Linked DNA regions of Mus musculus: region 2 is linked to region 1. A link is a contact called in public Hi-C data. All regions are on one chromosome and are shown on one strand. The core of a region is the stretch at or near the end of the contact, and the rest is flanking DNA. Distances in the headings are between cores, read along the strand shown. Region 1 holds the start of Mrpl15 (mitochondrial ribosomal protein L15). Region 2 overlaps Lypla1 (lysophospholipase 1).

Evidence for each region. Hi-C and Micro-C count contacts between places; a contact is called where the count stands out from the background.
Region 2: a contact with region 1 is called in a Hi-C map of liver, with 5 times the contacts expected there. The contact joins the enhancer-like site here to the promoter of Mrpl15 in region 1. A contact is called at or near these places in 5 of 39 promoter capture datasets (embryonic stem cells, liver, macrophages and 1 more), 41 of 484 Hi-C or Micro-C datasets (the AML12 cell line, CD8 T cells, embryonic stem cells and 7 more), 6 of 115 datasets of contacts at active chromatin or transcription factors (the SCID.adh cell line, embryonic stem cells and liver) and 4 of 9 other capture datasets (adipose tissue, embryonic stem cells, liver and 1 more).

The regions. Positions count from the first base shown.
Region 1 is chr1:4,783,380-4,787,940 of GRCm38.p6, reverse strand. Mrpl15 (mitochondrial ribosomal protein L15) reads left to right here and starts at 2,215. Exons shown (of 5, transcript NM_001177658.1): 1 at 2,215-2,368; 2 at 3,836-3,990. The coding sequence starts at 2,264.
Region 2 is chr1:4,827,305-4,831,865 of GRCm38.p6, reverse strand. It overlaps Lypla1 (lysophospholipase 1), which reads right to left. Exons shown (of 9, transcript NM_008866.3): 3 at 3,217-3,282; 4 at 1,551-1,598. Among named protein-coding and RNA genes, the nearest start is that of Lypla1, 22 kb to the right of the region's middle. Within about 2 kb of position 2,430, at least 5 of the 459 cell types and tissues checked have an H3K27ac peak or open chromatin away from gene starts, as enhancers often do. A contact at or near this core is called in liver, where this site is marked.

The DNA of each region.
Region 1 (4,561 bases), core at 966-3,465:
GAGACAGGGTTTCTCTGTGTAGTCCTGGCTGTCCTGGAACTCACTTTGTAGACCAGGCTGACCTCGAACTCAGAAATCTGCCTGCCTCTGCCTTTGATCCCAGTTGTTAACATTGAATTTTATCCCAGTTGGTTCCTGCCAGTCCTTCTGTGTTTGCATTCCTGTTTTTTGTAAGAATCCAGTAGCCTCTTTGTACCTTGCAGGTGTGTCACACAACTTCCCTATTTTCTTCTGTATAAAAAGTTTGATGCTCAATTTGACAAATTACATTCAGATCCACACTCCCTTGTGTAGAGTCTGTCAATTCCTGCCAACTCCTTGTCCACCTGCAACCAGAGACCTGTTCCACACAGACAGTGACCAAAGAGAGTCTGTGGCACTCTTCAATTCATTCTCATAGTTTTCTATGCTTACTATGTTGCATATGGGACAAACAGCATACAATTGGCTACAGACCATTTCCACTATGACTGATTAATATTAGTGACATCACATAAACCATACAATAAAGAAAATGTATCCTTACAAGAAATGCAACACAGTATTTTGGCTTTCCTCAATTTCATTGGCTTGCATAGATAAAAAGGGGACATGTGGGGAGCACTTCCAGAGTTAATGTTGGCTGAGTTCTTGCTTGTAATTAATCATGAATGAGTCTGCTAACATGCTTTTGCTTTTAGTTAAGACATGCATTATATCCTGCCAAGTTCCTCTGCTTTTACATATGTCCTTGAGAGACTGTCCAAGCCTGAAGGAAATGGCCTTAGTCAAACATGGATAGTGTGTACCATACACTTATCACATAAATGTTCATGTTCATTGTTTAACTTCCTGGAATTGGTCATGCTTTCTGTTGCTAGCCTTTAAAAGACACTGAGAAAGTAAACTTGCTGCTAGTGGTGGTATTGACCTGTAGCCCTCCCATATCTGTCTCTTCCATCTTCTTTTTGCCTTTCCTATAATCATCCTCATACCCCAAGTCGTGGTTTCCATGTTGAATGACCAGCAGGCTCTGGCCCCAGGCCCAAATCCATGGTTTTGAGTAGCTCACCCCGATATCTACCTTATGTGTAACCTGTTGGAACATGTGAAAGGGCTAGCTAGTCCTGCTGATCCAGAGCTGCAGGATCTCAGTGACCTAGGACAATAGCAGGATAACCGAATAGAGTCCCTGTGAGGATCCAATATTGGTGTAGCAGAAGCCAGAGACCTAGAACCAGACCAATGACTCATTGCAATGTACATTTGCAAGTAATAATGTATGGACAAAAGGGTATACTGTAGGACACACTGTGACACACGACAGCTTCACGATGAGGTTTCCTAAACTTTATTTTTATTTTGGGGGGGGGGGGGTTTGCAAGGGCAAAAAGGACGGAGGGATTGTGGATCTGGAGTGTATGATGTGAAATTCACAATGAATCAATAAAATAAAAATAAAGGTTTATTTGAGTTAGAAACAGCTGCTTATTAAATTGTCTCACCTTCACTATATAACTGATAGAGCTTGGTAGGAGCAATTCTCCAGCAAGACAGTGGAACGGAAAAAGAATATAAAAATGAACACATTGTTTTCTATATTACTTGTATTAAGACAAGTTTTAAAAATCATTTAATTTGGAGAGTTAAATATATGTTTGGCAGTTTAAGTTCATTAGCTTTGAATCCTATCTATACCATCTGCTGTGACAGCTGGGTCGATCTGATAGGCATAAAACCACACCTCGCTTCTAGCGTGGTTGTTTATATGAATCTAGTAAGGCTAACTTTAACTCAGTTTCTGGCATACCCCAGGAGCTAAGTATGCCCCACCCCCCATCGTTAACTGCAAGGCACGCTATTAGGTTGAACCTAATTAGACAATTAATTCTAGAGCCAGGCACTGTAACAGTTGAATTACCAGAGTCTCAAAGCTTGAACCTGTTCACATCATTTTGGATTACTTTTCGCTTCATGAGGCCCCACTTTTACCGTACAGCGTGTTCAGTCATTACAGGGCAGAAGAGAACAGTTTTCGTTCACAAAATGGTACCAAAGCCAGAGGATAAAGCATGATCTCACAAAAGTTGATGCAGTTCCCCGAAGTAAAAAGACATCAAGCCTGGAAGCTGGAAGACATAGCCTACCGACGCGGATGCGGTCGCTCTGCAGCACGACAGGGGCGGGGCAGTACGGCCGCTGCAGCGCGACAGGGGCCGGGCGGAGCCGTAAAGCAACGCGGAGTCTACGCCGCTTCCTGGGCGCCCTTGAAGCACCGCGGGTCATGGCTGGCACGGCGCGCGGCTGCGGGACCAGCCTGGACCTGCTGCGGTCCTTGCCGAGAGTGAGCCTGGCCAACCTGAAGCCCAGTCCTAACTCCAGAAAACGGGTAAACGCTTGGCGGCGGTGCGGGGAGTGCAGGGGCCGCGTCACTCTGGCGATGGACGCGTGCGGGCGCCTGGCTCCCTTCCGCGTGCGCCCAGTGTTAAGGATGCTAAGCAGGCGGAGGGTACACACTCGGGAACTGCAGACGATTCATCCAAAATTGCGTTTAAACTGAACTGCTTAGCAAGTGCCTATCGTCGTTATAAAAATCCCAGTGTTTTTTCTACATTCCAGCTGGCCAATGTGCAACCCAGGGTGCAACTAGAAAACTGTTGTGGGTCGGCTGCTCGGCTTTTACAGTAACTTAATATACGGCTTTTTTTTTAGGGGGGGGGGCGGTTGACAAAGTCAATTAAGGGAAAGATGTTACGGAGTTAGAGAACACCGAAAGACTACCCGACTCTATCCAGTTGTAATTAGCCAATTTTTTAATGTTATAGTGCAGCCAACCACAATTCCCCTTAGGCCCAGGTTAAAGGGGTAGAAGGTGGAGGGCTTTGAAAGGTCGCAATTACTTTATTTCTGGGGAACTTACAGCTACATGAGGAACTTTACCGAAGCAATTAATCATTTCACATCAGTTTTACAATTCTGTGGAGGGGGACAAGTTGCCAGGAGCTTATCTTTTAGGAATTTAGGAAATTAGAATGTGTCCCTAGCAAAAATTGGAGTTTTCCTTAGCCATATGTGATCTAATTACATATTTACGATTAATTTAAAAATAAAACATTTAATGTCACTCAAGCCTCGTTTTGGCTGTTTAGTTCTAGGATTTTCTTTTTCCGTTCCAGCTGCTTTTTCCTGAAGACTAAATTTAGGCCCTTAGCTTGTTTGTTCAAGCACACTATACCACTGAGCTGTAATCCCAAACCCTTTCCCGATGCCCTCTCACCGCCCCCCCCCCCCCCCCCCCCCAGGGTTTCTCTGTAGAGCCCTGGCTGTCCTGGAACTCACTTTTTAGACCAGGCTGGCCTCGGACTCAGAAATCCTCCTGTCCCTGCCTCTCGAGTGCTGGGATTAAAGGCATGCGCCACCACATCTGGTTCCCTTTCCCGATTTTTAAATGCTTTATTCAGAGACAGACTCTCAGAAAATTGGGGGTTGCTGGCCTTGCCCTTTTTTTGTAGCTTAGGCAGGCCTTGAACTTTGAATCCTCCTGCCTCAACCTAGCAGATAGCAATCACTACAGGGACCTAGCTTATTGTAGAGCTTGTTATTCCTGTTGGATCCCATCCCTTCCTTAGAACTTTGCCCTGTGTTTCACCTTGTATTTTGGTTACTAGGATCAGCTACATTCTGAGAGAACTATGTTGGTGGAGTATAAAGATGAGCACGCAGCTAGAGCAGGGCTTGGCACACGGTACTTTACCTCTGGTGCAATGGATAAACAGCATTAATATGGAATATGCTATGAGATGAGACAGTTTTCAGAAATGTATCTGAAGATCTTAAAACTCACTTTTTCTTGTAGGAAAGACGTCCAAGAGATCGGAGAAGAGGTAGGAAGTGTGGCAGAGGCCATAAAGGAGAAAGGCAGAGAGGAACCCGGCCAAGGCTGGGCTTTGAGGGAGGGCAGACTCCATTTTACATACGAATCCCAAAATATGGATTTAATGAAGGACATAGGTAAGGTTGTTTTTTTTTTTTTGTTTTTTGTTTTTTGTTTTTTTTAAGTACAAATCGTAATTTCCACTAAGAAGTACACAAGTAATTTGGTAGATACCTTATGTTTATTTAGGAACACACTTATGGTACTGTTGCTTTGAATAATTTTTAGTAATGTAACTTACCCTCTATTGTCTGTGTCACTGTATGACTATGCCCCCAGAAAAGCACATTTGTACAGAGTCTACTCAGACCAACAACATGCTGATGATAGTGCTTGCTGTCATAATTCCTTAGATGATTAACAATTGAAAAATGTATATGTATCTTTCCATATCTATATATATCTATATATATCTGTATCTATATTTATATATAAAAGGTAAATGTATCTTGCCATATGTATTTTTATTTCCATGTATATTACCTTTTTTTTTTTTTAAAGATTCATTTATTTATTATATGTAAGTACACTATAGCTGTCTTCAGACACTCCAGAAGAGGGCATCAGATTTCGTTACGGATGGTTGTGAGCCACCATGTGGTTGCTGGGATTTGAACTTGGAACCTTTGGAAGAGCAGTCGGTGCTCT
Region 2 (4,561 bases), core at 1,181-3,680, 44 kb before region 1:
GTGAATCACATCACTCTTGCATGTACTATTAAGAGCTACTTGTAATGACCTCTATCCATATTCTCCCAAACTTTTCATTATAGCACCACCTCAAATCAGAAGTCAGGGAAGCCATCCTTTGGCCCTTTGTGCTTTTCTGCTGACATGACAGTCTCCAGCAACCATGATACAACCTTTAGTTCACAGATGGAAATCTTTTCAGATAGAGTAGCTGAAAGAATCCAAAGTCAAGGGGAGTAGGGACTCATAAGGCTGTCAAGGAATTAAAGAAACAAACCAGCCTAGCTGAAGAGTGCAGAGTGAGTAGGAAAAGCAGAGTGGAGAAGAAGACATGGGCTGGTGAAGTCTCACAATTCACAGTGCCAAACCAGCCCAACTACTACGCTTACTTGTCAGAGCTGAATTAAATATGTCAGAATTGGAACAGTCCCACTTGACAACACTAAAGAAATGACTGCATAATGAAATCTGAGAGAAGGAAAAGTACTCCTGGGGAAGCAGCAAAGGGCAAACAACCCAGTCAAGGCTGTAAACGTGCGCAAAGGACAGAACAGCAGGAGCTGGACCGAATATCAAAGTGCCAAGATCAAAACAGTAGTGTTTGACAAATCCAGAGTCTCGGCAGTGGAAAGAAACCCACAAGTAGCACAGAGGGACCCTCACTAACTGTACTTTCTGGCTGTGAAGGGCATGAGAGGCACCTTGAGAGAATGACAAGGCAATGAATGGCCTTAACATCCAACCAGCCAGCCAGGAAGACAAGAGTTGGCAGAATAAAGAGGCTGCGGCGTAATCAGTGTGCATCTCATGAATCAAATGTTCGATAAATGAACCCAACAAACACCAAATAGTGGGGTAGATTTCTCTTCATTACTCCCAGAAAATGGCTTTTCTACCGTTCTCTTAACTCACAAATATAAAGTATGAATATTGGAATAAAGGTTACGCTTAAATGCTCTCTTGTAGTTTAAGCATATCTTAAAAAAGGATGCACAGGGGCCAGAGAGATAGCTCAGCAGTTAAGAGCACAGATTACTTTTCTAGAGGTCTTGAGTTCAATTCCCAGCCACCACATGGTGGCTCACAACCATCTGTAATGGGATCTAGTGTCCTCTTCTAGTGTGTCTGAAGACAGCTACAGTGTACTCATATACATAAAATAAACAGGCAAATCTTTAAAAAAAAAAGGCACTGTTGGCTATATAGTGCATAGAAGAATTTTTTTTTTTAAAAAAAGCTTCTTTAGACCAGTGATTCCATTGTAACTGTTACATGCTATGCCTGTGTGTATCTTCTTTGCCTCTATTTGGTCCTGTCCCTGAATGACTGAGTCCATGAGGGGAGAGGCCAGACTGTGTCAAGTTCTAACTCATGTACATCATGCTACCCAGAGAAGGACACAAAGGCCTAGTCTAGCCTCTTAAGGGATACAGCAGCCCCTGAAGAGCAGCACAGGATCATGACCTGCAACTTATGGAGAAAAAATAAAAAATAAAAAGCCTCCTGCAAAGGCTACAAGGTCATTAATGAGGAAGTAAACTCTTACTTACCAAGAAGGCATAGCCATATTCATATTTAATGTGACTGGCATCACAGGGCTAGGTGGAAAAGAAACAAAGAGCACATGAGAGTAACAGCCACGTTTCACACTACGACTTTAACATGGACTGCAGTTCACACATCCACCTTCCCAGCTCTGTTCTCTTTGTCCAGCCACTGCTTTCTGAAAGCAGAGCAGCTGTGGCCAAGGACTAAACTTGGCTCATAACAAATACTTTCTGTCTCAACGGCCTTACTTTATACCTGTAATTTCTAAGAACTGAGACCATTAGAAATACACAAACAATTGAGACTCTGCTAAGAACATTTTATTGCCTAGCTACTGTTCCATTAACTCCCATATGCCTGAATCACATTTTGCTTATTCCTTAGTTATATGCCTGCTTGATTAAGAGACCTATAGATAAATATAAGTTCTACCCAAGTGTCCATTATGTTCAACTCAAGTCTGTAATGAAAAACAGGCTGAGTAATCAAAAAAGCCTGGTACAAGAGGAAAGGAGAAAGGAATGTGAATATACTCTTAATTACCAGAGCCACTATCATCCTGATTCATACAACAAACCCATTCAACATTCTATGAAAACATAAACTTCCCCAGGTTAGGAAACAGTCTTAGAGTAATTCAATTTAGGGGCAAATATAGTGAAGAATTCTGTCTCTTGTTTGGGCTGGCCACGCCACGCTAGCCAAAGCACTCAGCTGCAGCCTACAGAGGTAATTAGACCCTCTGCTGCAGGACAAGGAACCCTCAGGTTCACTCCTCTTTGATACTCTTCTCAGTCGTCCTGCTGCCATTTCTGAGGCGTAAGCACTAGCCCGCTGGCACTGCTCCAGCGCCTCTAACGTCCCCCATGGCTTCACTTAGTAACCTTTCACCTCAAGTTAGCAAAGCCAATTGATTTTCTGAGTTTGCTTAAAACTTGCTAGCTTCTTACTGAACCAGCAAACATTTTTCTGAACCAGGTTCTACAACCGTATCTACAACAGCATATCACACTGCCTCTAATAAAAGCTGAGTGTCTTCAATTTAATAAAGATTGGAGCTTCATAGGCACTTACATATCTAAAAGAATTGTTCTGGCTTTAAGTTCTCTTGAGCTCTAGAAGAATTTTTTTTTTGGTTTTTCAAGACAGTGTTTCTTTGTGTAGCTCTGGCTGTCCTGGAACTCACTCTGTAGACCAGGCTGGCCTCGAACTCAGAAATCCACCTGCCTCTGCCTCCCGAGTGCTGGGATTAAAGGTGTGTGCCACCACGCCCAGGGAATTTTTTTTTAAAGATTTATTTATTATTATACATAAGTATACTAACTTTCTTCAGATTCGCCAGAAGAGGGCATCAGATCTCATTATGGGTGGTTATGAGCCACCATGTGGTTGCTGGGATTTGAACTCAGGACCTTTGGAAGAGCAGTCAGTGATCTTACCCACTGAGCCATCTCACAAGCCCTAGAAGAATATCTTAAATTTCAAAATAGCAATCTTCCCTCCACCCCAGTTTAACCAAGAGAAGATTTTAGTTTTAAGGAATGCTATTAGTCTTCTTTTATTTAAAAGGGAAACAATTATATTCAAGTATTTTTCTGGAAAAGCAAAGCTATCACAATTTTGTTATAGGTTCTGAAGAAAAAAAAGCTAAATATTAGAAATACTCACGCATGTGGACAGATGTATTTGATGTGGGGACTTTTGATACCTGCAAAGGCTTCTGCCCATCCATGCCTGGTAGAAAAGTATGAAAAGCATGCTATTAACTACTGTTTTACACTCTAGTAAACTGGTATAGAACAGTACTTAAAACTTCTATAAGAACAGATGTTAGCTCCACCTAGTACCCGAGCATAAGGAGAGTGTGCTAGTGAGCGCATTGCAGACCTGGAAGCAAGGGTCATTTTCTAATGTCTGCCTAAAGAGAGAAAGATGCTCTCGCCTGAGTTCTGTCAACAGTCACTGCTGTTAGATCATACGGCTTGATACATAAAAGACCTTTAAAATCATCAGGAAAATTCTAGAGCTGGTAAACTTTTAGCAATGTAACAGAATACAAAATTAACACTAAAATCTATAGCCTGCCTATATACAAATGACATTGAGGAAAAAGAGAAACAATACTTTTCACAACAGTCTCAGATTATATACATACAGACTTACATACATAGTACATACATACACATATATACACATATAAATGTTCTAATATATATTTTTAAAAGTATATATTCAAAATATAGTTATTCTAAAACAAATACAGATATAAATGTCTTAGAGCCAAACAAATGGAAGATCTGTATAATAAAAACTTTAAGGTAATAAAGAAATGGAAGACAATAGAAGATAAAATAATCCCCCAAGCTCATGAGTCGGTAGGATTAAAACAATGAAATAGACATCCTATCAAAAGCAACCTCCAAATTAAATGCAATTCCCATCAAAATCCCAACACAATTATTCACAGGAGTTGAAAATAACTCAAAACTTATATGGAAATAAACATGACCTGTGATAGCTAAAACACTGCTGGAAGTATCATCATCCCTGCCTTCTCTAGAGCTTTAGTAATAACCACATGGCATTGACATAAAAACAGACACACTGATAAATAGAAGATAATGGAAAAATCAGATAAAAGCCCGAACTCCTTCAGCAACCTGATTCTGACAGGCCAACAATACACATCTCTACAAATGACTGGATAGCTACATACAGAAGAATGAAACTCAAGCCTCATGTCTCACTCTACACAAAATTTAACTCCAGGTGGATCAAGGATATTAACCTAAGACTTGATATCTTGAATTAATGAAAGAGAAAATATGAAACTCATTAGCTCACAGTCATCTATTGGATGGAACACAGGGCCTCCAGTGGAGGAGCTAGAAAAAGTACCCAAGGAGCTGAAGTGGCTTGCAACCCTATAAGAGGATCAACAATATGAACTAAACAGTACCCCAGAGCTGTGTCTCTAGCTGCATATGTAGCAGAAGATGGCCTAATCAGTCAT